Regions from separate parts of the Macaca fascicularis genome. Here region 2 is linked to region 1. A link is a contact called in public Hi-C data. All regions are on one chromosome and are shown on one strand. Each heading gives the region's core, a stretch centred on a gene start, on an enhancer-like site or on the middle of the called end of the contact. The rest is flanking DNA. Distances are from core to core; before and after follow the strand shown.

What was found. Hi-C and Micro-C count contacts between places; a contact is called where the count stands out from the background.
Region 2: a contact with region 1 is called in a Hi-C map of liver, with 3 times the contacts expected there. The contact joins the promoter of JUN here to the promoter of FGGY in region 1. A contact is called at or near these places in 2 of 2 Hi-C or Micro-C datasets (liver and skeletal muscle).

The regions. Positions count from the first base shown.
Region 1 is chr1:175,394,354-175,397,053 of T2T-MFA8v1.1, forward strand. It overlaps FGGY (FGGY carbohydrate kinase domain containing), which reads right to left and starts at 1,275. Exons shown (of 15, transcript XM_074005618.1): 1 at 1,139-1,275. LOC123568599 (a long non-coding RNA gene) reads left to right here and starts at 1,347. Exons shown (of 3, transcript XR_012419594.1): 1 at 1,347-1,522; 2 at 2,633-2,700.
Region 2 is chr1:175,917,977-175,920,676 of T2T-MFA8v1.1, forward strand. It overlaps JUN (Jun proto-oncogene, AP-1 transcription factor subunit), which reads left to right and starts at 1,448. Exons shown (of 1, transcript XM_005543232.4): 1 at 1,448-2,700. The coding sequence starts at 2,426.

The DNA.
Region 1 (2,700 bases), core at 25-2,524:
AATAAGCACCTCACCCCTCCTGGTCTCATACTTTAAAATTTAATCTAAGGATAACTGCTTTTCAGACTTTGGTCACGTCATGACTGACTCTTCAGGGAAGATTTTGTGTTAAGACACAGAAGTGCTTTAGTGGAAAACAGCCCAAGATGAGGGAAATTCACCATTTTGCACCTTATCAATCTTTTTTTTTTATTTTTTTTTTATTTTTTTTTGAGGCGGAGTCTAGCTCTGTCCCCCAGGCTGGAGTGCAGTGGCGCGATCTCAGCTCACTGCAAGCTCAGCCTCCTGGGTTCACGCCATTCTCCAGCCTCAGCCTCCCGAGTAGCTGGGACTAAAGGCGCCCACCACCACGCCCAGCTAATTTTTTGTATTTTTAGCAGAGACGGGGTTTCACCGTGTTAGCCAGGATGGTCTCGATTCTCCTGATCTCGTGATCCGCCCGTCTGGCCCTCCCAAAGTGCTGGGATTACAGGCGTGAGCCACCGCGCCCGGCTCCTTGTCAATCTTCAAATAAAAAGGAAACGGATAAAAATGGAAAGATATCCCTAGGCCTTCCTACTCAGGACAACTGTAAACAAACAGCATTATCTCATCTAAACTCATCTGTGCCTCAAACATTATCACAAGTGCTGGAAGCGTTTAAAGCTACAAGTAACACTAGCCTAAAAATGCCTTCGGTAGCCAGACGTGAATTAAGGGCTCCTCAAATGCTGGGAAAATGTCCTACAAGGGTAAGCGGAGGAGAGAAAGAGAACTGAATATAGTCAAATGGGCACTGATCGGAGAGGAAGCAGCCCGGGTTCCAGACACCTAACGGGCAGCCTTGGATACAGTCAAGGCCGACCCTTCCCTTCCCTTCCCTTGAGTGGCCGGACGCCTCACCCAGAAGAGGACACAGGGGACTCAACAACGTCTCGGGAGCAACGGCCCGGCGGGTGTGAGACTAAGCGGCCAGAGGAGGAGGATAGGGGAGGAGGAGAAAGGGGAGGAGGAGAAAGGGCAAAAGGAGGCAACTACTGCGGCAAAAGGGAGGGAAGGGCCGGGCTGGAGAAGCCTCTTTCTGGGCGTGCGCGCTGAGAGCCTGCGCGCCAGCAAAAGCCCCCGGCGCCCACGTGGGACTGAGAGGCGGGTCACTTACAGTACTTGTCCAATCTGAAATTACATTTTAGCTAGAGAGATTCCGCACGTAGCCGCACCGAGCCCCACGGCGCCTGGGCAGGGCGGTCCCGGGGGCGGCTGCAGCACCGCCTCGCGCACGGCCCCGCCGCGTCAGGCGCGGCCCCTGTAAAGCGCGGCCTGATTGGCCCTTTGAACCGGTCGTGGGATTGGCCGGCACCTCCGCGGGCAGAGCCGGGCAGGGCGCGAGGAGCGCGGACCCAAGACCGGCTAGGCTGCGACTGCTCAGGCTGCGAGTTCCCAGCTCTGGGGTCTCACCTTGCGGAGCTCACCCAGGCGGACTCTCCGCAGCCCCGGATGGGTGTCTGTGTTAGTTTACTAAACACCAGGACTATTGTAGGCGAGTGTAAGCAATAATAAGAATATTGCATGGTTACAATTCTTGATTGCTTGCTTTGTGTCTGGTTCCTTACTCTTTGCAGAAATGTTCTAACCCCGTGGCCAAGCCCCGTACTTCAACGTATGACATTCTGTAAATATGCAAAACAGATGGGTCCCTGCCTTTGAGAAGTTTTACAATTTACTGGGTACTGGACACCCAACTCACTTAATTCTCACATGCCTTCCCTTTCTAATAATCTACATGTTATGTATCCCTGTTCTACAGATGTGGGGAATCCGAAATTTTTAGCTCTTACTAGGACACACAGCTAGGAAGCAATCAAAGGGAGAATTCCAACCTGAGCTCCAATCCGAGCTATTTTCATAAAAGGCACGATCCCAGGCTGAGGGAGCTCGAGATTGGGGAGACAAGTTTAGCAGTCGCTGAGTCCAAACATGTCGTTTTCCTAGAAAAGGAAACTGAGATCCAGGAAGGGGAAGTGATTTTCCAAAGACACACCTGTGAAAGATAATAATTTCACTGAACTGATCTTAAGTGGCAGGTGCAGTAAGATTGTCTGCTATCTTCACAACAACCCCAGAAGTAAATGAGTGCTCTTATCTTGGTCTTACAGGTGAGAACAGCCCAGTGAGGCTGAGGCCACACAATTAGCCCCAGTCTTTGCACTGCAACTCTACCAGGGATCCTCGTTTGGCTCATTTTCTTTCTTCTGCACCATGATTGTTCACCTTTTCATTACCAGCAACATATCCAAAGACCTAGCTGTAGACTCGTTGGAATCTGTTACTCAGCAGCTGTGTGAATCAAGGGTTCAATAGGAATAATGATATTAAGATGTATTCATCTTACCTTTTCAGAGCATTATGAAGAATAAGTGTGGTAAGACATATGAAAATGCTTTGTAAAGTGTTAGATGCTTAATACACAGAAGACATTGCTTCCAGATCTGCTTCAACATACCCCAAGAACGGAATAAGTGAAATATGCTGGTTTCATGCACTGTGGCAAGGGGGTCTCATCTTGGCTAGACTTGAATAAGTGGATTTGCTGCCTGGCCTCTATGGATGGCTCTTTCTCTAGGCTTTTGTGTATTTGATTTTTTATTTGCTCCAGCAGCCATATTGAACCATGAAAGGACCTCGGGAATGAAACCCATACACAGCAAAGCAACAAAATGAAAG
Region 2 (2,700 bases), core at 198-2,697, 520 kb after region 1:
GAGGGTAATGAAGCTCAGAGGAGTTCCGTGATTTGCTCGCTTCACACTGTTGCAGCCTGGCCACGAAAGAACAAGCATTCCCGACTTCGGGATTCTTTCCACCACACACTTTCGTCCCTAAGGGGTGGGGGGCGGGGGGAAGATAAAATAACAACCGCGGAAAAGGAACCACTTACATGTGTCTAGCGCTTCCTAGAGGCTACTCAGGATATGGGCCCACCACCCGGCCGGGAAGGTGGAGATTTGAAGTCCAGGTTCTACCCCGGGCTCCTGAGTTCTACTGCGTTACTTTATGCGAGTGTCCCCCGCCTTCTGAGCTTGTTTTCCCGGAAGCAACTCGGCGCGGGTGGAGAGTGTGTGCGTGTGTGTGTGTGTGTGTGCGCGCGCGCGCATGTTGTGCGTGTTGTGTTAAGCGTGTGTGTGTTGTCCGGGGGCGGGAAGGGGAGTAGACTAACACCGGGGTTCCCCGAGTTTCGGATCGCCTACACGCTTGTTCCCATCTGGACCCTGTTACCCACTAATTGCGCCCACTATAAAAACTGCCCCTCGGAGGCAAAGCTGTGATCCCCCGCGCCCTTTCCCCCACGGTCCCGGAGGATGAAGTGGGGTGCAACGGAGACTCAGCTGAGCGTCCAGTTTTGGGCAATACAAATCTCTCAGCTTCTAAGAGCAGCCAGACAACCCCGCGGACCATCGCTCCTGAACTTGACCGAGATGCAAACTTCGCAGCGTTTCTCAACGTGGGGGGCCGACTCTCGGGAGACCGCCCCCAAACTTAAGCCCCCTTAGGCTCGCCCCCAACTGGGACTTCACAGAGCCACCTTAAGGGCGGCGCTCCCGCCCCCCGGAAGTGCGGGGGGGCGGCGGACCTGGACTCTCAGCCTCCCGCCCCGCGCGGTGGCGGACGCCGGTGGATGACTTCGAGCCCCACAAGTGGGGAAACACAACCACCCCTCGCCCGCACCCTTGACCCAAAACAACTGGCCGGGTTCCCTGGCCTCCCGGGTCCCCGCATCCCCTGCATCCCAGTCCGCAGCCGTGAACTTGAGCCCCCTCCGTCAGATGTTGCGAGCGTCCGCCCGCTCGCGGCAGCCACCGTCACTAGACAGTCAAACCCCAAGACGTCAGCCCACAATGCACCGGGCGGGCCGGGAAAAACGGCCCGGGGAGGGGACCGGGGAAGAGAGGGCCGAGAGGCGTGCGGCAGGGGGGAGGGTAGGAGAAAGAAGGGCCCGACTGTAGGAGGGCAGCGGAGCATTACCTCATCCCGTGAGCCTCCGCGGGCCCAGAGAAGAATCTTCTAGGGTGGAGTCTCCATGGTGACGGGCGGGCCCGCCCCCCTGAGAGCGACGCGAGCCAATGGGAAGGCCTTGGGGTGACATCATGGGCTATTTTTAGGGGTTGACTGGTAGCAGATAAGTGTTGAGCTCGAGCTGGATAAGGGCTCAGAGTTGCACTGAGTGTGGCTGAAGCAGCGAGGCGGGAGTGGAGGTGCGCGGACTCAGGCAGGCAGACAGACACAACCAGCCAGCCAGGACGGCAGTATAGTCCGAACTGCAAATCTTATTTTCTTTTCCACCTTCTCTCCAACTGCCCAGAGCTAGCGCCTGTGGCTCCCGGGCTGGTGTTACGAGGAGTGCCCAGAGAGCCTGGTCTCCAGCCGCCCCCAGGAGGAGAGCCCTGCTGCCCAGGCGCTGTTGACAGCGGTGGCGAGCAGCGGTACCCACGCGCCCGCCGGGGGAAGTCGGCGAGCGACTGCAGCAGCAAAGAACTTTCTCGGCCCGGAGGGCCGGAGACAACTGGCCCAGAGTCCCGGAGCGAACTTTTGCAAGCCTTTCCTGCGTCTTAGGCTATTCGGCGGCGGTAAAGACCAGGAGGCGGCGGACAGCCACGCAAAAGAAGAAGGACGTGCGCTCAGCTTCGCTCGCACCGGTTGCTGAACTTGGGCGAGCGCGAGCCGCGGCTGCCGGGCGCCCCCTCCCCCTCGCAGCGGAGGAGGGGACAAGTCGTCGGAGTCTGGGCGGCCGAGACCCGCCGCTGGTCGGCCTCTGCGGGTCGGCACTGATCCGCGCCGCCGGGAGAGCCGCTGCTCTGGGAAGCGAGTTCGCCCGCGGACTCCAAGGAACGGCGGCGCCCGAAGAGCGCTCAGTGAGTGACCGCGACTTTTCAAAGCCGGGTAGCGCGCGCGCGAGTCGACAAGTAAGAGTGCGGGAGGCATCTTAATTAACCCTGCGCTCCCTGGAGCGAGCTGGTGAGGAGGGCGCAGCGGGGACGACAACCAGCGGGTGCGCGCGCTCTTAGAGAAACTTTCCCTGCCAAAGGCCCCGGGGGGCACGGGTGTCCCCCGCTTGCCAGAGCGCTGTTGCGGCCCCGAAACTTCAGCACGCAGCCCAAACTAACCTCACGTGAAGTGACGGACTGTTCTATGACTGCAAAGATGGAAACGACCTTCTATGATGATGCCCTCAACGCCTCGTTCCTCCCGTCCGAGAGCGGAGCTTATGGCTACAGTAACCCCAAGATCCTGAAACAGAGCATGACCCTGAACCTGGCCGACCCAGTGGGGAGCCTGAAGCCGCACCTCCGCGCCAAGAACTCGGACCTCCTCACCTCGCCCGACGTGGGGCTGCTCAAGCTGGCGTCGCCCGAGCTGGAGCGCCTGATAATCCAGTCCAGCAACGGGCACATCACCACCACGCC